2 separate regions of the Mus musculus genome follow, and region 1 is linked to region 2. The links are chromatin contacts, called in public HiChIP or PLAC-seq maps. All regions are on one chromosome and are shown on one strand. Each heading gives the region's core, a stretch centred on a gene start, on an enhancer-like site or on the middle of the called end of the contact. The rest is flanking DNA. Distances are from core to core; before and after follow the strand shown. Region 1 has its middle 24 kb from the start of Snx31. Region 2 overlaps Spag1 (sperm associated antigen 1).

Region 1 (5,527 bases), core at 716-3,215, 390 kb after region 2:
GCCCCGAGGATTGAACTTACGTCATCGGGCTTGACAGTAGATGCCTCTATTCCCTGCTCCATCTCACACCCCAGGGATGGCTCATAGAAGTTTGAGGTCATGTAGATACAGTTCCAGCAAGAGGGAATAATCCATAGAGCCTCCCAACCCTGTCTGAGGCAGGCCTGCTCCTGAAGGTGGGAGCTTCCCCCTTGGCGTGCTAGCTGTGTTCACAGGGTTACAGGTGGTTTCCCATGAGCTCTTAATGACATTTAGTGGCTTCCCCAGAGTCAAGCTAATTGCCACCAGCAGCTTCTGTCCTCCAGAAGGGACAACCAGAAACTCTCCCTACATTGCCACTCATTCAGGAGAACACTTTAAGGTAAAATCTCTCTGCACTGGGGCAATCACTCAGTCACGAAAGTGTGTCTGCCTTGCAGACCTGAGGCTCTGGGTTCTGATCCCCGGAGCCCACATGAAAGCAGGGCATGGTGACATATTCCTGTCACCCCAGCACTGTGGGTGCAGAGAGAGGCAATCTCTAAAGCTCACACCAGCCAGAGTAGCAGAAGCAGTGAGCTCCAGAGACTGTCTCCAAAAATAAAGATGATCAGGAAAAGATGAGGGGTGGCAACCTTTGGTTTATACACACGCACACGCACACACATGTATATACATATACTTGCACACCCATCGACACATATCCACACTAACAATTACATATACTACACATACACATACAGGTGCACACACATAGGCACACACAGGCACACCACATACACACACAATAAATAAATCAATCTTGTCCCTACAAGAACACATATATAAAAGGGTTGGTGAGCTCACTCAGTGAGTAGCAAGACTTGTTATACAAATCTGGTGATGAGAGTTCAATCCCTGGAACCCCCAGAAAGGTGGAAGGAAAAAACAGCTCTGCAGAGCTATTCCCTGACCACCATACCCCACATATAAGAATAAATAAAAAGAATAAATGACTATTCTCAAGAGAATAGTCCTAACAACATCCTTCATAATAAATTAGAACACAGAAAAAAATCATTAAATAAGGACCCAATAAACAAAATGTGGATTTTGTTTATGGATTTCACACAGTGAAATAGAATTCTATTGCTTAAGACACTGGCATGAGCACCGCTGCATGAGCCTCAGGGATAAAGCTTGCAAACAGGGAGACAAGCCAGAAGCAAAGGCACTAAACTCATCACTTGATTTATATCAATCTCCAGAGTAGGTGACTCTGTAGACTCAGAAGTAAAAACTGTGTTGCCTGGGAGTGGGGTTTTGGGAAGTGAGATCACAGACAGAGGGTTTTTTGAGTTTTTTGAGGGATGGTTAGGGTGGTGGTTGCATAACCATGCGTGTGTTCAGCAAGCTCGTTGAACTGTACAAATTTTTTTAAAGATTTATTTGTTTGTTTATTGTGTGCGTGAGTACATTGCCACTCTTCAAACACACCAGAAGAGGGCATCAGATCTCACTACAGATGGTTGTGAGGCACCGTGTGGTGGCTGCAAATTGAACTCAGGACCTCTGAAAGAGCAGTCAGTGCTCTTAACCGCTGAGCCATCTCTCCAGCCCCTGAACAGTACACTTTAAATGGGTGAGTTACAACATATGTAAATAACAGCCCAATAAAACTGTCACCAGAGGAATTAAAAAATAAGCCATCAGACCCCTCGCTGCTCCATCCTGTCCTGTTCGACGCCAGATCTTCTGACCGGGTCCTCCAAGGGGCAGGCCCTGAGGAGTGGATGGATGTCAGCACTTCCTGGGAGTTCGCGATGCCGCTGAATTGTGTAGTCCTCAGACTGGATGGCTGATCCTCACTTTCAGATCCGGAGAGAGCAAGGGCCAGAAAGCCAGCCAGGGCTCCCTCGGCAGCAAGCAGCCGCACCAACACTGGTCTCTGCATAGCAGTTGCTTGTGAACTTCCGCCTCTTGACAGAATCTTACAGATTAAGATTGGCACATGGCGCCCCCCTGTGGACTACTGCAGAAGGCTCCGCGTTCACACTGCTGCCAGGCTTTGCAGCACTCATGCTCCTGAGGGAAAGAAGTTCCCGTTCTCCCTCCCACGGTGGGACTGGCTAACAGACAGACAAGCCTCCACTCTGACTCCCTCTTGCCCAGGCAGTTGTCCTTTGTGTGCAATGTCTTTGCTAATTGCCCAAATACTTCCAAGAGAAAGATACAATCAGGGGGAGCCATCAAGAACTTAGGCAGTCCACGATCAAGTGGGCACAAAAAGTACTTATCACAAGTACAGCAGTGCCCTGTTCTCCAAGTTCAGTCTTTGCTGATCAATTAAACTGATGTTTTTCTTTCAATTTTGAGGATTGAGCCCAGGGTCTAGGCAAATGCTGTACCACTGAGCATATCTGTAGACTGTGTGTGTGCTTGTATGTGTATCCATGTATATGTGGGGTGTGTGTGTGTGTGTGTGTGTGTGTGTGTGTGTGTGTAGGACCAGTACTTTATTCTACAAAGAAGAGGGTCTTTCACTGGGTCTGGAGCTGACTGAATGGCTAGAATAGCTGACCAGGAAGCCCCCAGTGATCCTTCCACTTCAGCTCTCCCAGGGAGGGGATTACACACACCCAGACTCTCACGCTAGTGCTGGGATCCAAACTCAGTCCTCATGTATGTACAGTGAACACTTTACATCTGAGATCGATATATATATCTGTCTGTCTACCTATATAAAGTGTGTGTGTGTCTGTGTATTCTATCTAGCTATCACCTACCTATCTATCATCTATAGCTCTCTCTTTAAATTTTACTTATTTTGACATGGGGCTCAATAGGCTGTCCCAGCAGACCTTTGACTTGTGACCCTTGTGCCTGTCTCCTGAGTAGCTAGGATGGCAGCCCTGTGCCACCAGGCCCATTCTGATTGGACTAGTTCTTGATAAAGGCTTGCTGTAGTGGCTCCACTTGCAAGTGGTGAGGTTGCCCTTTAACATGGGTCTTCTAGAAATCACAGCATACATTCTAACACCAATTCCTGATGTTGGTTATTCAAGTACAGCTTCCAAGGAGAAGAGAGAGTGTGATTTTAGGCAAAAGATCTCCCAGGTAGCCCTCATAGTACTGTCCAGGGCATATAACAACATTTAGTTCAATCTGTTGATTACCTGTCTACTGGACAGCTTATGTATCTTATCTGCACAAATCTTCCCGATAACCCACAGGAGTTGTTATCATTGCTTTACAGTGGAAAACACTAAGAAGGGCTGAGTGGGGTGAGCAGTAGAGTAGGGTTCACGCTCAAATCTTTGCACCTGTTTGTTCTCTCGCTGCCTCCGACCCCTTTCTGACTTTAGCACCACAAGTTATGAACACTCCCTGTCCTCCTTAGGTAGCCTTTAGCCTCTAAGGAAACCAACGAGACTTCATTTACCAAAACTTGAGTGCCATCAGGCAAGATGCCAAGACACGAAAGTGAGGTGTGCCACTGTCAAGGTCACTGTGGTGGACATACAAGTGCACAGGCATGATCAGGATCCTCAGCCCAGGCTCCAAGACAGTCTACAGTGTCACAGCTTGGCCTCAGGTAACAGAGTTGAAAAGGTAGAGGGATTGATGCCAACAGTGCCAGCCCAGCTGGCAAGAGGCAGGCTGGCAAGTGGGACGGTATGCAGCACTCCATTTCCATTTTGAAGAAGCACAAAGATACAAACATGCAGGCTCTCCTGGCATTCCTTAAGGGCTTCACCCTGATGTTCTGGATCTGAAGAAGAATTCTTTGTATATCTTAGATATTTCTAGAAGCCTTTGGCAAACGTGTTAGTGTTCTAAAGTCCAATGCTTAGGGAAAGAGGAAATGAATATGGCAAGAACTGGTCTTTCAAGATCCCCTGGGTACTCAGGCAAACTGACTGCATTCAAACCAGTAAAGGTGGCCAAGTTACCCGGATGTTTGTCTGAGACAACACAATGTTGTGTTCTGTATGGCCAATTCATGTGGACTTATCGAGGGGCCATGCTGGCTGCAGGCTCTTATCTCAGAGAGCATGTGAACAAGGGTGACTGCTGTAAACACCATGACTGCTTGTTTGCTTCAAGGGATTTTGGGTTGGGTTGGTTTGTTTTTCTGTTCTAAAAATAAAAATAAGAATTCAAGTAGTCAAGAAGCAGAGGCAATCTCAGACAAGTAAAAAATGCATCCACAAAACCATGGTGGATCAGGAGAGCCTTGGGGACTGACCCCACTGAGGTGCACAGCAGGAAACAGCTGCTGTGCTCTTTGCTAAGCTGGTGAAAACTGCTGTGCTCTTTGCTAAGCTGGTGAAACACAGGGTTAAGCAGATGGCACTTAGAGTCAGGGGTTGTCACACTTCCTGCAGAACAGGTCCCTGGCCCAAGCCCAACAGAGATCTGGCCGTCAGCTCCTGGAGAAGAGTCTGTCCCTGCTTGAGAGGCCCTGCTCTACTGAGGAGTTGGTGTTCAATGGCACTGTCAAGTTTGGTATCATAGTTTATTTCAATTGTGTCTTGGTGACAACCTGGGAGGTCACACTACATGGCTGCCTGGCATTGAAAACTGTAGAGGAGACAGAACTTCCTGCAGCCCTACAGTATAACAGAAGGGTGGCTGCATAGCAGGGACACCTGGTCAGGGACTTTCTCCTTGACTCTGATGCTCTCCTTGCCCAGCACTGGCTGTGGTTACCAGCAATTTGCCAGTGGGCCAAGAAGATACAAGGGCTGCCACCAAATAAAGTCAGGGGACAGAGATACTTGTAAAGTATCAGTAGCTATCACCCATATTATCCATCAAGACATATCACAGGGCAATGAGCCCCATTAAAAAATCAGATTGCCACCAAGTACTCAGGCCTACAATTCCAGAATTTAGCTGAGGCAAGAAGATCACTAGAAGTTCAAAGCCAGCCTGGGCTATTTAGTGAAAACAGCGTGGGCTACAGAGTGAAACTCTTCTCAAACCCCTCCACTATCAGAGCAGACCTATATTCCCTGCCCTCCCTGCATTCATCATGTGACTACATTCTAAGCAATGAGAGACTGGAAGAACTGTTCTGAGACCCAAGGAAGGAGGCTAGCCCTCAGTCCCCATCTTCCTCCCCAGAGACCCAAGGAAGGAGGCCAGCCCTCAACTCCCATCTTCCTCCCTAGAGACCCAAGGAAGGAGGCTAGCCCTCAGCCCCCATCTTCCTCCCCAGAGACCCAAGGAGGCCAACCCTCAGATCCCATCTTCCTCTCAGTACCTGCAGTCAGATGCACAGGCTGGAACACCCCCATAACTTCTTGGATGCTGAAAAAGCAGGGTTTCCCAAGCCTTGAAGAACCTGTGACTCACCTGGACACTGGTCAAAACTGCGTACTGGTTCAGTCAGCTCCTTTGCACCCTAACAAGGCTAGGTGCAGACCCAGTGGCACAAGCATATGGGATAGTCAGGCCTGAGATTCTAAATTACACTATGCACTGAAAAAATTCTTGGAATTTTTTTAATGGAAGTAGCAGACGATAACTCATTAAGAAAAAAATAAATAAATAAACCAGGGAG
Region 2 (5,649 bases), core at 2,577-5,076:
CTGTGTGAGTGCTGGGACTTGAACCTGGGTCCTCTGGAAAAGCAGCATATGTGCTTAGCCACAGAGCCATCTCTCTAGCCCCTTGACATGACTTTTAAATGGCTTGTGATCCATTGGTACAGACAGATGGGCAGCACAGTGATTCTCAGATTGCATCCCAGGAAATCCTACAAGTTAATGTTTGTTTTCCTGTGAAATAAAGTCATGTTATATTGCCCAGGCTGGCCTGGAATTCTTGCTCTAAATGATTACCTTGCCTCGGCCTCCTGAGCAGGTGGACAGTGGGTATACACCACTGCATCCAGCAGTGCGGTTTGAACACAGTGTCAATACCTCACCTTTCCCTCTGTCTTGACCTCGGCACCAAGAGTAAAGCTGCTGTGCCTGACCTTGAGTCAAGGCTGGGGCGTCAAACCATGTGCACACGAGTACACACACACACACACACACACACACACACACACACACATACACACATGTGCACACGCGCGTAATATATTTTCATCCTCTAAATGGAATGCATATTTCACACAGGGATATTGAAGAACTATATAAGAATTTAAGTAACCCCAGTTTCTTTCTTTACTAAGTCTCTTCATATTTATTTATTTTATATGTGTTTTGCCTACATGTATGTATGTGCACCATGTGTATGTATGGTGACCAAGGAGGTCAGAAAAGGATGTAAGGTCCTCCAGAGCTGGAGTTACTTGTGAGCCTGCATGCAGGCGCTGGAACTGATCCTTGGTCCTCAGCCAGAGCAGCCAGCGCTCTTTCCTGCTGAGCCACTGCTCCAGCTCCGCTACCCCAGTGTCTCCTCAGCTCCTTTAACCACTAAGCTGTGCCATTTGTATTCGTTTTCTAACAAACTGCTTGGCTTTAAACAAGAGGAATGTTTTTTATAGTTCCAGAGGCAAGATGCTGACAACCAGGGCATTGGCAGGGCCATGGTCCTTTGAAACCTGTAGGAAAAGATCTCTCTTTGCTTTTTTGGTTCCTAGTATTGTCCTCAACTATGACAGCTGAGCTCTAGTCTCTACCTTCATCTTCAGTCTCCCTCCTCTTGGTACATTCCTCAGGTAGTAAGATGTGTTCTGGGAAATTAAGTACTCCTCTGTCTAATGGCTGTCATGCTTTCCTCCTGATTTCTCTGGGTACAGAGCCTGCCCTGCTTTCCCATCGTGAATCAGCAACAGGTCTGGGACCTGATCCTGGCCACTCTGCTCTGCCAGCTCACTGGAGCCCTTTCTTTCAGTTTCTCTAAGGGTGGAGGAGGGGAGGCCCACTCTTTAGTTTTCTCTGATGAGGCCTTTGTGGTTTTAATCCCAGATTGCTGTGGCTGTGTCTCCTGCCACATGGGGAAAGCACACAGCCATCAGTAAGAGGAGGAGGTCAGCAGGCAGGGAGGGCACACAGCCATCAGTAAGAGGAGGGGGTCAGCAGGCAGGGAGGGCACACAGCCATCAGTAAGAGGGGATCAGCAGGCAGGGAGGACACACAGCCATCAGTAAGAGGGGGTCAGCAGGCAGGGAGGGCACACAGCCATCAGTAAGAGGAGGGGGTCAGCAGGCAGGGAAGGCACACAGCCATCAGTAAGAGGGGATCAGCAGGCAGGGAGGACACACAGCCATCAGTAAGAGGGGGTCAGCAGGCAGGGAGGGCACACAGCCATCAGTAAGAGGGGGTCAGCAGGCAGGGAGGACAGGGTCTCTGAAGAGAGCAGAAACAGGAAAGTCCTCCCCAGCAGACCTGGGCCTCTTTTGCTGTTGTTGTTATTGTTATTTTTGTTTGGTTGGTTTTTGTTTTTTGGAATTAGTTTAAGTTGGATGTCTGCCTGACAAACAAAACAACCCTTCCTAATCCAGCAAAGTCGTTACTCTTGTCTCTCTCAGTGCCTCGGCTCTAAAAGAATGGGTGAGTTTAGTGCTATTTTTATTTTAAGAAACCATCACTGACATATGTGAGTTTTCGTGTATGTCCTTGGGATTAACTACAGATTTAACCCCTGTCTTTCACCTCAGGTTTGGTTACATCAGACACTGGAGTTCTTTTAACCCCACAGGGATCTGGTTTTTTGATCTGTTTCATTTGTTTATCTTATGCCAGTGTTCTTGGTGAGTTTAGGTTGAATGTATCTCATCAAATATGATTTATTCTTTCAGGAAACATATTCTAAAAGTAAGACAGCTAAGAAGAGGATTCCAAGGGATTATGCAGAATGGGATAAGTATGTTTTATATTTCTTTATTTAAAAGTTGTCTCTGAAAAATGCTCCACTGTTAAATGCTTTACTAATTTATAATATCATAAGCCTGATACATCAAGGGTCTCAAATTACTTTAGTAAAGTTACCATTTTACTGAACACTTCCCACCTTCTTTCTTGTTTCTTTTGAGACAGGGTCTCATGATGTAATCCAGGCTATCCTTGCTCTTCCCCATGCTCCCAGCTGCTATAATTCTAAGCATACACCACCACATCTGGTAGTCTAAGCTCTTCCAATTTCATTTTTTTTCATTAATAATGCCTTTTCTTTATTAAAAAAAACAACCATAAAATAGGTTAGATTTAAGTCTGTTGTTTTTGAGACAGGGTTTCTCTGTGTAGCCCTGGCCATCCTGGAACTCGCTCTATAGACCAGGCGATATTTGTGAGTTCAACGCCAGCCTGGTCTACAGAGCCCGTTCCAGGACAGGGCTTAGAGTTTGTCCCAGGCATTCCATCTGCAGACACCCAATGTGAACCTTAGAGGCAAGGAGAGCAGGACTGAGGTTGTCTCTCACTAGTTTTGTACTAGTCTTCTGTTGTTGTTTCAGATTTGATGTGGAAAAAGAATGTTCAAAGATTGATGAGGATTACAAAGAAAAGACTGTCATAAACAACAAGGCTCATCTGTCTAAAATTGAGACAAAAATAGAAACAGCAGGTAAGAAGAGAAGAAGGGGGCTGGTCGTTTTCCAACCTTTTAGTTATGGGAAACGTGTCCGCCAAGGAGATTTCCATGAACATTTATAGGCTTTTGGACTGAGTTGACTACTCCTAACAAGTTTATTTCTAGCTTTTATTGCTCAATTTTGTTTGAGACAGAATTTCATGTAGCCCAGGTTGGCCTTGAACTCACCATAGCTTGACCTTGGACTTCTGGTATTCTGCCTACATTAGCTAAGTGCTGGGGTTAGAGATGTATACTACTGTACCTGGCTTTAATAATGAAGTTTGTAAGACTTCAAAATATAAACCTATTTTTTCTTAGAATATTTTTTTGTTTTCCATTTCTTTTTCCAACCCTCTTTAAAAAAAAATCTCATTTTTTTTGCATCAGACAAAAGAAATGAGACGCTTTTTCATCTGAAGTCCAGCCTTTAAAGTAATAGCAAAACCAGCCATAAGAAAACCAATCCTAAAAAAATCAAATAAACCAAAAAAACAAAAACAAAAAACCCACATGGTTAGAAGAGAAGAAATAGCCCTAAACTCAAGAGAGCATTTATTTTGTTTATTTAATCTATGGCTTTCTGCTTCGCTAAAGCAACTCTTCTTGGGTGTGGCAGTGTAGCTCAGTGGTAGAATGTTTTTTAGGCCTGCTTGAGGCCCCAGGTTCTAGTTCAGGCCACCCTAAAAATAAAAGCACTCAAGCATTCAAGCCTTGCAAGAAATCATCTTAGGCTGTGTTTTCATGTGAGTTTATCTCTAGGTCTGACTGAGAAGGAAAAGAGTTTTCTTGCCAATCGTGAAAAGGGAAAAGGGAACGAGGCTTTCTACTCTGGGGACTATGAAGAGGCCGTGATGTATTACACCAGGTCAGTGGGTTCTCCTTTCTTGTGGCTTAGGTTTGCTCTCTTAGGGACTGGAGAGTGACTCAGCAAGTAAGCACGGTGGGGGCTGCTCTTCCAGGGACCCAGGTTCAGTTCCTTGCATCTGCATGGCAGCTCACAACCTGCTGTAACTCCGGCTCCAGGACATCCAGCTGGGTACCAAGCACACATGTGGTCGCAGACATATGCCAGCAAAACATCCACATAAATAAACTAGATAGGCTGTGTTGAATCCCTTAGGGATTGTACCTGTGATGTCATGAGTTCACCCGTGCGGTCTCCTCCGCGGCTGTCCCCATCCCCTCACTATCTTTTGAGTCTACCTATCTTCTGGGACATATCCCATGCCTTCAGTTCTTTAGAGGACTCTTCCCTGAGCCCCCAGCCAAGTTACTCTTCCCTGTAACACAGCACAGCAGCTCCTCTCAAGGCTCCAGCTCAGATCCCGTGGTCTGACAGCAACAGCACCATAAGCTACTACAGCAGAGCATACTTAATCGATTGTCTGATACTCTCCCTCCTCACTACCCGGTAAGGCTTGGCTCAGAGCAGGCCTTCATTCGGATCTGTGAACTCTTGAAGATTATGCTGTTGTGCCAGGAAACATTTGTGAACCCCCAAAAGACCACCAGGGAGCTGTTACCGATGCAATCACATTAGGGTCTCTCTATTACAAGCTCAGGTTTGGGCTCTCCTTCAACCCAGTCCTACACAGCAGAATGAGAAGGGAAGGCAGAGCAGCCTCGAACCCTCAGCAGGACAAGGTTTTATGGGAAATAGGAGCAAGTGAGGGGGTAGCCAGCCTGGCAGGCATCTAATAGAATGACTGTTGTAAGCTGACAGGTGGCTGCTCTGAAACAAGACCATGAACAATCCCCAAGGGTCTGAAAGTACATCTGAAACAACCAGACTAACCTTGATTGACTGTTGCTAGGAGGTAGCTAGGGAGTAACTCTGGGACATGGGCCAAGGACAAGCCGAGGGGTCCTTCCTGGTACTTGAGTACAGCTTAGGTTCAGCTGCAGGTCAAGTTCTCAGCCTTTTTTTTTTTTTTTTTCTTTTAAGTTAGAGCTGGTCCCAAGATGGAGTAGGTAAAGTAGATGAAGTTCATAAAATACTGTCACAGCCAGACTTTTAGAATCACTAATGCTAGCTGGCTATGGAGGTGCACACCTTTGACCTCAGCACTGGGGAGGCAGAGGCAAGAGGATCTCCGAGTTTGAGGACAGCCCAGTCTACATAGTAAGTTCCAGTGCTACATTGAGAGACCCTGTCTTTAAAAAATAAACAAATAAAAGAAGAAACACTAATCCTGCTCACAATTAAGCTCTATAAAGCCTTCCCTCCTCCTTTGTAAGGAAGACTATAAATTTTAGTTTTGTTTGGTTTTTGAGGAAGTATCCCATATAACAAGCTAGCCTCAAACTCACTGTGTATTGTAGCTCAGAACTCTGGATTTCCAGTCCTCCTGCCTCCGCTCTGAGTGCAGATGTATGCTACCAGATGAGCTTAGATGATGGTGTTTGTGTTCATCTGACTGGAAGCAGAAAGGATACATGTGGGGTTCCTTCAGCCAGCGGACACCAGCCCTGCCAGACTCCTTCCCCCTCCTTTCCCTCACCCCCTTTTCTCATAGGTTTATGAGCCCAGGTTGGCCTTGAACCTCCGATCCTCCTGCTTCCATCCCCCCTCTAAAGGCTGAACTAACTTGGAGCCTTTTGCTGTGTAGTTAAGGGTCTTAGCTAGGGCCATCACAGATACCACAGCCCTGGTAGCCTGAATAAGACGCTTACCTCACATTTCTAAAGGCTGGAAGTCTAAGCTCAAGGTGAAA

The links. HiChIP or PLAC-seq counts read pairs in DNA pulled down with a chosen protein or histone mark.
Region 1: an H3K27ac HiChIP or PLAC-seq map of acute myeloid leukemia shows a contact between it and region 2, with 3 times the contacts expected there. The contact joins two enhancer-like sites. A contact is called at or near these places in 3 of 484 Hi-C or Micro-C datasets (CD4 T cells, the G1E-ER4 cell line and bone marrow-derived DN2 thymocytes) and 6 of 115 datasets of contacts at active chromatin or transcription factors (acute myeloid leukemia, bone marrow-derived macrophages, embryonic basal ganglia and 3 more).

What each region holds. Positions count from the first base shown.
Region 1 is chr15:36,576,771-36,582,297 of GRCm38.p6, forward strand. No RefSeq gene overlaps it. Among named protein-coding and RNA genes, the nearest start is that of Snx31, 24 kb to the left of the region's middle. Within about 2 kb of position 1,966, at least 121 of the 459 cell types and tissues checked have an H3K27ac peak or open chromatin away from gene starts, as enhancers often do. A contact at or near this core is called in acute myeloid leukemia, where this site is marked.
Region 2 is chr15:36,188,310-36,193,958 of GRCm38.p6, forward strand. It overlaps Spag1 (sperm associated antigen 1), which reads left to right. Exons shown (of 20, transcript NM_001359982.1): 6 at 2,163-2,227; 7 at 2,817-2,926; 8 at 3,695-3,800. Among named protein-coding and RNA genes, the nearest start is that of Spag1, 14 kb to the left of the region's middle. Within about 2 kb of position 3,827, at least 16 of the 459 cell types and tissues checked have an H3K27ac peak or open chromatin away from gene starts, as enhancers often do. A contact at or near this core is called in acute myeloid leukemia, where this site is marked.